Regions from separate parts of the Gossypium hirsutum genome. Here region 1 is linked to region 2. The links are chromatin contacts, called in public Hi-C maps. All regions are on one chromosome and are shown on one strand. The core of a region is the stretch at or near the end of the contact, and the rest is flanking DNA. Distances in the headings are between cores, read along the strand shown.

Region 1 (6,256 bases), core at 1,569-4,068, 130 kb after region 2:
TTCTTTTGTTGAGGTAATTGGTCCAAGCTCACTTTTACTTTCCGGTTGGCATGGCATAATTTTTGGGACCCTTTTTCGCTATTGAATTTCAACAATGATTATATCAGAAGAAGAATAACTTATATTTCAACTAGTGTCTAATTTAATTAAATCATGCAATCTATTGTTTTTAAACAAAAAAAAAAACAGAATAAGTTGTATTTAAGCTTAAATCACTTCATGTCCATGATAATGACTTACATGGTATCTGTATCACAAAACTTTGTCTTTATTCGTATGAATATGAATATATAATCCATGCAATTCTTGGTCACCATAGTGGGGATATCATTGCATCACATACAAATCCCCTTTCAGTTAGTTTTCTCCCTTTTCTTTAATCATTCTCCCAAACTTGATTATTAAGCAACTTGAGGATGGTTTTGGGATGGATCATTGAAGAAATGAGGGCATATATAGATATATTTATTTATTATTTACTTCTCCTTTTTACTGTGTACATACTTTTTTTTCTTTTTCTTTTTTAAGGTATGGCCTGTCGACTTACTATAAACTCATTTAGTATTATTATTGTTACAGTAATTTAAAAATAGTGAGTTCAAATTCACTTAAATGTGTTTAAACTCTTAGGATTTGAGGTTTATAGGTTTAGGAGATGTATCCAAAAAAAAAAACCTTATAATTTTGTTAGGTCAAGTTTTACAAAAGATTCTTGTACTATGTTTTCTCTCTTTTTTCTTTTTGTAAATTTAATTCATTTACTATAATTTGATACTTTCTAATCTCTCTACTTTTTAAAATATGTAATTTTAGTCCTAAAGCTAATATTTACTGTTAATTCTTTTAAAATGTAAATAAGTTTTTTATTTGTACAAAAAATAATAATGTATATATGTAAAACCACTGCATTTAAAAAACACAACTACATTAAATTATTTTATCAAATTTGCATCCGAATCGAAAATGTGTATTTAAAAGTAAGAGAAAAAAATGAAAACTATAGTAGAGAGATTAAATTTGCCAAAAAGAAATTTCAGTCTACAATATAATTTTATAGAATTTGAGCACTTCGTTTAGATGTGGAGAAGAGCAATTCCTTTGGGTTGTGAAGATGACTATGGTTAGAATGGGTATATGTCTATGTTAGAGATTGCATTGCTTGTCAGACGTGCTTCCTATCATGTAGACAAAGGGGACCTCCCCTCTTTGAAAGCTTAGCTTAACTGTGGAAAGAAAATTATCAAAGCCAACCTCACATGAATTCAAACATTGAATGGTAAGGTAAAACATCTAATTTTTTATTTCTTTATTATTTTCTTTTAACACTTAATGTTCCTATTAAGAATTGTGATTAGCTTGGATCTTTCTTTGTTTTTTTAATAATTTTCCATTCCTACTCCAATCCTTATCAAAAGTTTTGTTTCTTCCCCCCATTTGAATGCCAAGCTCTCACCAACATAGCAATTCGTTTTGGTAAATAATTCCAAGGCCTAATAATTCGAAAGCAAATAAACAAACATTTATAGCTATTTGGCTGGCATGCAATGCATACAAAGTGTAATTGTTTATTGTCTTTTTTTAAGCATTTAGCAAAGGCATGATGATCTAAATTGGAAATTATATACCCATAGTAGCAAACTTTCAAGTGAAAGTTGATAGGCCTCTAGCTAGTTTATTTCTTCATCGAATTAATATTTCTTGTACAATACTACTGTTAAGTTGTACAATACTGCAACTTGGTGCTGGGTTGTTCATCAACGTGAAAGAAAGTTGCAGCACATAATTAGAATTGGAGAGAGACCCACCAATTGATGAGCACCAAAAAAGCCAGAATCTCTTACCAAATGCCTCTTTTTGATAAGATATACATGGACCTAACCATTATCCTTGCATACCATCTACACGTTTGAGCAATATATCAACTATCTCTTTCTCTTTTGATTTTATATTTTGTTTTTTTCTCTACAAAAGACAGCAATTTAAAAGATAAAAGCAAAAGGTTGAAGATATTACTTATTAAAATAATTGTATAAATTAGTTTTTAATTTTTCTTTCATTTTTTTTCTTTGTTCTTTACTACTACCAATTATTTCATTTTGAAACAATGTCATATTGGTTGCATATACATAAATTCCATTGATCTGATGGGTAAAGGAAAAAAATTTGAATGAAAGATGAGATTGGACGAGTTGTGAAAATTGATTATAATGCAGAAAATGGATCGCGGGGCCACTTTGTGAGAATGACAATCTATGTGAATCGGGAAGTTTGGTCGAAGCCAAAGATCATAATTGATGGCACTCTCCAAAGAGTGGAATATGAGGCTTTACCAAACGTTTGCTTTGGATGTGGTAGATACGATCATGTCCAAGACGTTTGTCCGTCGTTAGGCGGCCGTGATAAGGGAAGAGAAGATGATTCACGGAAGAATTTTGATACGGTAGAGTTGAACTACAGAGTAGAGAAGTTTGGGTCTTGGATGCTTGTGGGAAGGAAGCAAAGACGAAAAGCTCGTAATGGAAGAGAGTAAAACACATGATTAGATGCCGAAATTTCATGAGTCAAGATTTTCAGTTTTAGTTAGAACCCAAAATCAGGGAGCAATTGAAGAAGTCGCCGATCACGAAAAAAAATCTCAAGTTTTAATGCAAAAAGATAGTAACGTCACTAGTGTGAACGCATGTTTCGCTTTTAAGGGAAAGGCAGATGGGTTAAGCAAGAAACTAGGAGATCGGGCCAAAGGGAAAGGGGTATTATTTAGTGGGCCAAAGAAACCTGTTATGGTCCTTATGCCTATGAATATTAATAGGGCTAACCCATCTGTAGTCCAAGAGAATGTGGGATTTGATGATGGGTCATTGATAGGAGCTCATACATCTACAATGGGTAATGTCTTTACCAATTTGGAACCATAGCAGTTGAAACTAGCCTAGGCAAGGAGAAAAACCATGTGATACGGTTTGGTGAGAATATTTGTCATATCCCAAAAATTGGGTTAGAAAATATTGAGTTAGTGAAGTCGAGAGTTGTCACTTATTGGTTTTGAGTTAAGAATGTAAAAATTTTGTTAAGGAAATTTAACGTGGTTCAGTAGTTGAGAGTTGTGCTTGGGTGTGAGATTCTATGTTTAAATAATGCTCTTTAAAATTTTAGTTATTTTTGTCTTACCCTTGATCCTTGAGCATCTGGTTTATGTTTTATTTTTGCACAAATAACAACAAGAATGAACCTGTTGGTTCAGTGATAAGGCTTTAGTTTACCCTTTGGTCTTGTGTTCAAATTCTTACATAAGTAAAACAAAATTAAATTTTTAGTTCCTGGCATTACGTTGCCTTGTGTCAGTTATTGAGTTAAATTTAAACTTTGGGAAAAACCGATAGTTAATCAAAACAAAATTTGTTGGTTAGTTATTATCATCTATTATTATTTTTTAAATTTTTGAATTTTCCAAAAACAAATTGTTTGTTTTGCTCCACGTTTCCCTCACCCCATTATTATTCTTTTTCTTTTCTTTTATTTTTTATCTCTTTCACCTTTTCCCATTTTGGTTTTCTTGTTTTTTCTTATATCGTCTCTTCTTTCTATTTGTTCTTTAATTCCTTTGGATTTTCTACCTTTTTTCCTGTTATTTTCAAAAATTTTCACCCTCTTGCTAATTAGTTCGTGAGAACTGTGCGAGGTAAGTATTTTGGGGTTAGATTGTCTGTTTGTTGTCGAGTTTTCGCGATTGTGGAGTAAGTTTGCTAGGCTATTTGGGCCGTGTGGGCCACATGACCATGTGGGCCCATTTTTTAAAATTTCCATTTTGGCCTGATTTGATCCGTGAATCATAATTAGCCTCTCCATAGGGTTCATACTGCTTAAATAAGACTTGAAAACAAGGTATATGTAAATATGCGTCTGTGTTGATGTGTTTATGGTATGTGTAATATATATTTGTATGACTTGATACTGATAGTTCTAATGGTATGTCTTGATTCGCCATATCTGTATATGTATGTATGATGTACGATTATGTTAATTTGTATTTTTGAATCGGCTTTGTGACCATGCATGTGACATTGTGGCTTTTCTTGTTAAGGTGATATGTAATTATGATATATCTATCTGCAAAGCATGAAATCACATGCTTACTGGTTTCTATCAATAATATGAATGCATGTTCAACATGCTTACCATTCTATTTCAGTTTATGCATGCCATGTCAGGTTGCATGGGGTTGGGATATTATGATATGGAGGAAGTTCTGGCAGTTTAATGATTTGCATTATCTAGTGGTTTATCCACATTTCTATCTGGCAGTATGTCTACATTTATGGTGGCTCGACCAAACACATATGTTGTTATGGCAGCTTGATTGCAATATAGTGACTTGTCCACATATATCCGATTTGGTAGTTTTTAACTGCAACCTTTAGTGACATTGACCATAATTATTCTGTTGGTGTGATGGGATGGACGAGTCTGGGAAACTCTATTTGGTGTATAGCGGAGTTGGGTAGGATTTTTTTTAATAAAACATGCATTACATTTTCTGAAAAATATTGCAATGGCATAAGCACGCATTCTCAATTTGCTCACATGATTGTTATGAAATTCTCTATGATTTTGTTAATTTTTCGTTGTTTTATTTGAGTTTGTTGCACACTAAGCTTTATAGCTAACCCCTTTGTTTAATCTCTGACTTTTCAAGTAACCTTTATACTTAGGACCGAACGGCGTGCAGGAGCTCAGATTAATTCTCAGTTTATAAAATAAGATAATTTATGTTTTTAATTATTTTGGGCTATAAATTTGTTTAGACTTTATTTTTAGTTTGTGTTCTATTTGTTTCTTTTTGAGTAGTTTAGCATGAAATTGCAAAACCTCGCGGGTTAAAAAATTAAAATTCAATTTTCAAAATTAAAACTCTGGAAAATTTTTCGCTGCAAAATTAAGTAACCCCTAAAGTGTTTTTCTGTAAATAAACAAATAGTTTTAACGAGTGTTTGTCTTTAAGCTGGAAATGATTTGTTAAAATCAATGTTCTCAAAACACGATTGTGAATTCAAATTTTGGGTTTGAGTTAAGTGATTCTGAGTTTAAGTTTTCTAAACATTTTTGGAAGTTTTGCCAATTTTAACACTTTCGAAAATGCACACTAAGTTTTATTAAACCAAAAGTTTTAAACAAGCTGATGTAATTTCTCAAAATGTAGCCATGATGTCTAGGCTGGGTTTGGATGTTACAATATTCGAATCGGAGATAGCCAACAAGTTATGGGTTGGGATCGCTTAGGTGGTTAACACCCTCCAAAGCTTCAAAGATAGAAAAATAACATAGAAACATTACCTTAGAGGAAGATGCTCTACTTTCTAGTGTTACGGGGCTAGGACGTTAGTCTAGCAAATCGCGCAACCTTAGGCAATTTCTTTGCTCCAAATCTGCCCAAGTCAGCCTAACTCTCACAAAAGTGAGAATTCTCGTAGAAATTCTCTAAGGAGCGGAAATATAGCAGAAGCAAACTCAAAATGAAAGAGCAACAAAAAACAAAAAAACCAAATGAAAAATAATGCATACAAAGTGTTTGAGTAAATGCTCTCAAATATATTCACAAGTATGAATGGAATGATTACAAATGAGGGGGAAGGCCTCTATTTATAGTTGAGCTCCCCAAAACCAATGGTAAATATTGAGTTACATCGATGGTCATGTAACACCCTAAACCGGTCTCCGTCACTGAATTGTGGTCATGGAGTATTACGATAATATTTCAAACATTTAACACTATTTACAAACTATATTTAATCATAATTACAACTAATCAAATCACATTGCATTCATAATTGAACATATGCTTATGGGCCTTAAACCGAGTTTACGAGGCCTAAAAAACAAGTTTGGAAACACTCCGGGGTCAATTCGGAACAAAATGGAAAAGATAGGAAAAAAGTTGAAAATTTCAAAAATAGGGGACACACGGCCATGTGTCACAACCTAGACCATGAGGACATTCGAAGTCCAGACACATGGCCGTGTCGCAGGCCGTGTGCCTGCCCGTATGTGTCCTGCATCTAAAAACATTAAGACACACGGTCGTGTGGATAGACCGTGTGATAGCCCATGTGCACCAAAATTTGCTTCTAAAACAAGGCAATTTTTACACTTATCTTGGTTCACAAGCCAAGCCTAAAACCATATTAAAATTATGACCAAAAACACTCTCAAACAAGTCAAAACATACCAATTACCTACAATTCGAGTGCCTAACCAATGT
Region 2 (6,901 bases), core at 499-2,998:
CATGTATTACTGTGAATTCCTATTTTTAATTTCACAAACAAACCGTTGCCAATCTATCCACACGTAGTGAAGAAGAAAACAATTAGATTTGCCTTGCATCACAATCAACACACCCTGGATCAAACAAGAAGTTGAGCCCAAATCCAAGCTACTGAGATGCGCAAAGCTCCACCTGCACACTCCACAGTAAAATAGTTTAGCACAAAAGAATTAGTACTTCTCTGAAGAATTCGGAGGATGCAAGTTCAACAGAAGGCATGAATCAAGAGAAACAACCTCTGTAATGGAAACTTGGGTGAAGCAGTGCAGAAAGAAAGAAGCCACTCAATCTATTCCCCATAGATTTCTGAGAGGAAAAGTATCCATTTCTCTCACACTTGTTATTTTTTTTTTTTGGTTTTCCCCATTATACAATACTGAACCATTACAAGAAAAAACAAAGCCATCCTGTGTCTCAGGAATCCTACTCTTTTTCATCTTGCTCTCAAAGTTTAAAACTTTACTGGCCCGATCCTTGGGAGTCATCCTTAGCAGGGGTTTGTTGCTGGTGCTGATGCTGATGTTGGGGTTGCATCCGAGCTTGCTCCATCTGCTGATAAATCTGGTCCAAAGCATGAGGATTTAAGACCCCAATATGACCATCTTGAGATAACCCAAGTTCCAAACCCGGGAGCTGCTGATTAGCTCCGCCCAAGATTGAGGTGAAACTTATCTGACCCATGTTACTAGCTGGCAAGTCAAAACCTGGAAACCCAAGCTTTTGCAGATAATTGGAACTATCACTGCCAAAATTTGTTGTAGACGGACCAGATGATGACTGAAACCCAAAACCACTGACTGGTGGCCATAACCCGGTCGCCACATGATGGGGTCTTCCCAAATTGCCACCAACCATTGTCCAACTGGTCCTACTGCTCCCTGATCCTATACTGGACCCCCCTAAATCTTCCATCTTTTGGTGCAACCCTGCTGATAGAGAGGCCCCTGGCTGTGAAACTGAGCCCCAAGCTGCAGCCAAAGCTGATGCTGGAATTGTTCCGCTCCCAGTGGCGGCAATTATTGATGGTTCAGCTTGTTGTAACAGCCACTGTATTGTTTCCCCATCAGACTTGTGACCCAATTCCCTGGTCAACTGAAAGATTCTAGCAGCACATAAAGCAGGCATCCTTATCCTTCTACCTCTTCCTTCAACTTTGGTGTGCCTGTCTTTGTTAGAACTTCTCTTTGGGGCCAACTGTTGCTTCTTCCCTTCTCCTTTATCTGCAACCACAATCTGGAAATCCTTGATTTCTGCTTCTTTATTCTCTCCCATGTTTTGAGGCCGTTGCTGTTGGGGTTGGGGTGGCAGGCTCAACAAGTTGGCTACTTCCTCTGGAGGCTGCTTGGCGCCCTTGGGATCCATAAACAGGTAAAAAATGGGTGGGGGGTGTGGGGGCAAATTAAAAGAACAAAAAAAAAAAAAAATATATATATATATATATATATATAAAGAGGAGTCCTCTTTGATTGAAGAAGGTGACCTGAAAAGTCCTAGACTTTGATGACTTTTCACTGTTCTCTGACAAGGAATGTGAAGACAAACTATGATAATTATAATATTGAAATCCCAAAGCCCACACTCCCGAAATGTCAAAATTTTTATTCTTGGTTTTCACAAGATGTCATTTTTCTTTCTTTTCTCTCTCCATGGCTCATGTATGAATGCATGAGCCTTTCCTTTCTTCGTCACTTCCCCTTTTTCTCACTGCAGTGAAGGGGGCTTTTGACTAACATTTCTGATATGATAGCTACTTGAACTGCCATTTTCACCTGAAGACACTAATTCGCACAGAATATATCATTTACAATAATTATTATTATAAATTACAATTTCAAAATTATAAATAAGATATTCACGCATCCCCATATAACCATATGTAATATCCATAGATTGATGGATTTCTTCCATTTCTCTTCATCACACCTTCACCCTACATTATAATAAAAGCAATATAATAAGGGTAAATTTTTATTTATTTTATAAATAATTTTAAAATTTTATATTTATTTTTTAAAATATTTATTTTTGAATGTTTCATTATATTTTTACACGATACTTGTCAATCACTTGTTTAGTAACGAAGCTAGAACAATTTTTTAGGGGCAAAATAATTTTAATTTTTTATAGTCTATATATTTATAATTTTTAAAAAATTAAATCGAATTTTTATAATTTTAGAGAGTAAAAGTGTAATTTTACCTTTATTAATTTAAAATTTTTTAAAAAAATTAGAAGGCCTAAATAATAATTTTTTATTTTAAGAGGACGGGACCTATGCCAGCCCCGAGATTCGCCTCTGCACCTATTTGTGAAGTTTTAAAACTCAATAGTATATTAAATAATTTTTATATAATATGGATAATTAATTTTAATAATATCTATGTGGTATTATAAAATAAATAAAATAAATAATGATTTAATGATATCACGTTTACATGGTTAAAACTAATTATCTATGTATTTATTATTAATATGAATTTTAAAATATAAATCAATATAATAATATCAATAAAAAGGAATGTAATATTTTTTTTTATTTTAATTTTTCTATAACAATTTAAACTTGAATTATTTAAAATATAAATATTATATTTTTAAAGAAATAAATATTATATTTCAATCAAAATAATGATTATGATTTTTTTTGGTATAACTACATGTGTTTTGATTTATTTTACAGTGAGATTAATCTTGATCGGGCAAAGTGATATTCAAGTAAAGCCTTCTCAAGGATATCGACTCCAAAATTCGAATTTAGTCCACTTCTTCCAACCACTTATTGATTTTATAATTATGTAATTAATTTGTTATAAAATATTATTATTTACTTCTATACTATATATTAGTTGAGAATTAATTATGACTTAGCATATTAAGAAAAATTTAAATCTAAAATGTATAACTTAGTAAATTAACTTATTATTTTTTATATTATAAAGCTTGAAGTATAATTTCACTTTGATAATATAAAAAATAATTTATTCATATACTGTCAATAATGTACTATTATAACATCTTTTCTACTATTTTTTAGCTACTATTAGTATTACTACTTCTATAAATCATTTATTGATATGTTATTATCATATAGTTATAAAGTTTATTGAATGTATTAGACACTCCCAAACACATGGAAGTACCAATTACTAACTTCCCTCCTCTACACATCTCATAAGGTGTCATTTTAGTCTTTGGCCTCTACAAGACTATTAATCATATGGTAAGTTATATCAATAGCTTCTACCTAAAACCTGTGAGAAATTCCCATGGCACTTAGCATAACACGAGCAATATCCTAAATTGTCCTATTGTTACTCTTAATAATCTCGTTCTGTTATGGAGTTTTTGGACCAAAAAACTCATGTTGAATGTCGTATTGTCAAAAATATATGAGAATTATTCATTCTCAAATTCCTCTACTTGGTCATGCATCCTAACAATTTTCCCAATAAGATAACAATTTTCATTCTCAGCTTTTTTACACAGTTTCTTGAAGGCATCAGATGTGTTGAACTTTTCACACAAGAATCTTACCTATGTAAACATGGAATAGTCATCTACACTTACAAGAACATATCTTTTACATCCTAAGCTTTAAATCTTCATTGACCCTATCAAATTCATTTATAGAAGCTTTAAAGGTTCAATTGTTTGAATCAATTATAATTGGGAAGTGACTCACACTATTACTTCCTCTTTAAGCACTCACCACACATATTTGGAATTACTCCCTCTAACTTTGGTAGTCCTTTAAAAAGATTATATATTATCAATCTTTGTAATCCTTTGAAATGTACATGGCCTATTACCTCATGCCATAACTCAATATTTGAAAACCTATTTTGATTATAAGTGAGTGGTTTCATCATCCTATAACAATTGTAGATTGATTTGTAACTTATCTTACTTGTCAATCACTTTGCAACTCTTCCTGATAAAATTTACCAACATACCCTAGTCATAAACTTGGGATATCTCGCTTAGCTTTTAATCCCTCCACAAGGAACTCATTTTGAATTTCTATTATTCCTCCTATGTTAAGCATATCTTTGCAAAGTATCTTGCCCTTTTTTCCATCACTGAAGGTGTAACAGCCTGATTTTGGGCTCAGTCGGAATGGTGGTTTTGAGACCACCAATTCGAAGTCAAAAAAATTATTTTATTATTATTTTAGAGTTATAGCATGTTTATATTAGTGCATGAAAAATTTGGTGAAGTAATTTTAGGGATTTCATGCTGAATTACAAAAAAGGACTAAATCGCATATGGTGCAACAGTCTTGATTTGATAGCTAAGGGTGTTAAATTGCCATGAAACTAAAATTTGGGGTCTTTAAAGGGAAATTAGACCCTTTAGAGAGGCTTGGCCGACCATAAGACAAAGAAAATAAAATAGTCAAAGTGTTAGGTATTTGATGACCTAATGTGTGATAAAATAATACCCTAAAGCCTAGCCTTCAGCCTAGCTTTCATCTTATTCATTCATCCTTTCTTCTTGATCGAAAATATCAGCCATAGGAGGGTTTTGGAAGCTTGAAAAATTTCATCCACTTAATCTCCCTACAAGTAAGTGGTTTTGATGACTTTTCTTTATAATTTTTGTATTTTTGAAACCCTTGTAGCATGAACTTTCAAATGAGGGGACTATTTTGCAAAATGGTTAAAAGTCTAGGGTTTTACCATGAGTGTGTTCATGTTGTTTTTTGAAATTTTATGGAATAAAATGAATCATGGTTGTGAAATAAACAACTTTTGTGAAGGGACTTCTCATGAAAGCCCTAATAGGACCATTTTGTACAGTTTGTAAAATAGATAATAATGTTGTGAAATATTGGAAATTTGGGGTTGTCATAAGAGTAATAAATGGTTGGTTAGGCTTGGTTAAGGAGAAAATATGATAAAAATCGAGTTTCGGGTCTAAGGGTAAAATGGTTATTTTGTGAAAGTCTAAGAGCAAAATGGTCATTTTGCCCCATTATACATTGTTGAGTACCTAGATTGATAAAATGATTAAATTTTTGAATTTTTATCATTATAGGTCAAGAATTACAAAATCCAAACCTAGACCGGGGGAAGGCTAAGCAAGTAGACTAAAATCGACTAGTCGCCTATATTTTGTAATTCGAGGTAAGTTGTGTGTAAATAATGCAACTATATTGTTATCATGTATGAATGGATGAATTTTTATAGGATAAATTATTTGATTGTGGAAATGACTAAGCATGATGAGAATTGAAGTAGTAGAACCCTCGGTTGAGCCTTAGGAATCTTCAGATATTCATGCCATGACACTTGGGTCATTTGTGTTTTAGTGTAAGACATGTCTGGGACATGCATCGGTATTGAGACGAGAGCTAGTGTAAGGCATGTCTAGGACATGCATTGGCCTTGCGAGATACAAGCTAGTGTAAGACCTGTTTGGGACATGGCGTCAGCTTGTTTTGTGTCAGTGTAAGACCTGTTTGGGACATGACGTCAGCTTGTTTTATGTCAGTGTAAGACCTGTTTGGGACATGGCATCGACACCGATAGATGAGAGCCAATGTAAGACCATGTTTGGGATATGGCGTCAGCATCTTAACCCATGTTAGGGCTATTGAGTATCCGGTAGTATTCCTAATGGTTCAATAAAAGGTTTATGATTTATATCGAAATGAGAAAAGTTATGATCATGTGATGAGTGGTACAGGTACCTAGTTGAAATGTATGAGATATGGGCTTAATGTATGCAATATGACTTGTATTGGATGGTGATGAGTAAGTTCTGTTTACGTCTATTTATGGTATTCATGAATAAGCTATAAAAGGTTATGAGCATATTGCTTTATGATAAGTAGTTTTTGTTTATTTTCATGCAACTTACTAAGCTTTATGCTTACTCCCTCTCCTTTCTATTTTCTTATAGTACCGCCTAATTAGCTCGAGGATTATCAGACGTTAGAGGCATCGATCACACTATCATCTGAAGCACTTGGTATAGTTAGAGCTTTTATTTTGATTATGGCATGCATAGGACCTCCACTTTTGAGTTTTGTGTCACTGTTAATTGGCCAAATGTGTTGGCCCGATCTAATATTTTATTTATTTTGTATAAAGCCATGGAAAATGGCTAATATTGAAAGTCATTATATGAATGCAAGCTAGTCTTTCATGAATGTGAAATTGTTGTCATGGTTGAATTTATGAAATGTATGTAGGCCTTAGCTATGGTTGTTTGGTTGAGAAATCATATTAAATTAGATTTTAATATGATGGTTGGTGTTAGATTGCGTTACAGGGTGGCAGATAGCCTTATATTGTCCACATGGGTAGACACATGGGTGTGTGTCTAGGCAATATGTGACATACGGTCAGCCCCATGGGCGTGTTATTCTGCAGTGTGTCCCCTGCACGTAAAATTTGCAATTAGTATGCATGGTAGTAAACACACGGGCAGAGACACAGCCATGTGTCTTAGCTATGTTGAGGACATGGCCTCTGGCCACAGGTGTGTGCCTTGGCCGTGTACCCCTTATTAGGTGCTGATGTTAGAAATAGAATGTCAAGGTTTTTAGACATGGGTTAAGACACGGGCATGTCATGGCCGTGTAAGGGATAGGGAAATGGACACGGGCGTGTGTCAGGCCATGTGAAAACCCCTATAGGCTTAAATTTAGAATTTAATTCGCACGGGCATAGGATACGGGCATGTCCCTAGATGCCTAGGCCGTGTGTGTCACACGGGCCATCAACACGGCCATGTTATAATGACCACACGAGCGTGTGCCCTGTTTCAAGGGTTATTTTTATTAAGTCGGTTAAAGGACCCGAGTTGGTTCCGAATAGCTTCCAATGAATGTTTGAGGCCTTATAGGCCCATATT

The links. A called contact is a pair of places that touch in the nucleus more often than the background predicts.
Region 1: a contact with region 2 is called in a Hi-C map of leaf, with 4 times the contacts expected there. The contact joins the enhancer-like site here to the promoter of LOC107957027 in region 2. A contact is called at or near these places in 9 of 34 Hi-C or Micro-C datasets (callus, cotyledon, hypocotyl and 3 more).

Annotation. Positions count from the first base shown.
Region 1 is chrA05:83,403,248-83,409,503 of Gossypium_hirsutum_v2.1, forward strand. No RefSeq gene overlaps it. Among protein-coding and RNA genes, the nearest start is that of LOC121230015, 45 kb to the right of the region's middle. Within about 2 kb of position 2,819, at least 5 of the 9 cell types and tissues checked have an H3K27ac peak or open chromatin away from gene starts, as enhancers often do. A contact at or near this core is called in hypocotyl and leaf, where this site is marked.
Region 2 is chrA05:83,269,873-83,276,773 of Gossypium_hirsutum_v2.1, forward strand. It overlaps LOC107957027 (transcription factor TCP20), which reads right to left and starts at 1,749. Exons shown (of 2, transcript XM_016892451.2): 1 at 277-1,749; 2 at 1-172. The coding sequence starts at 1,402. The coding sequence ends at 500.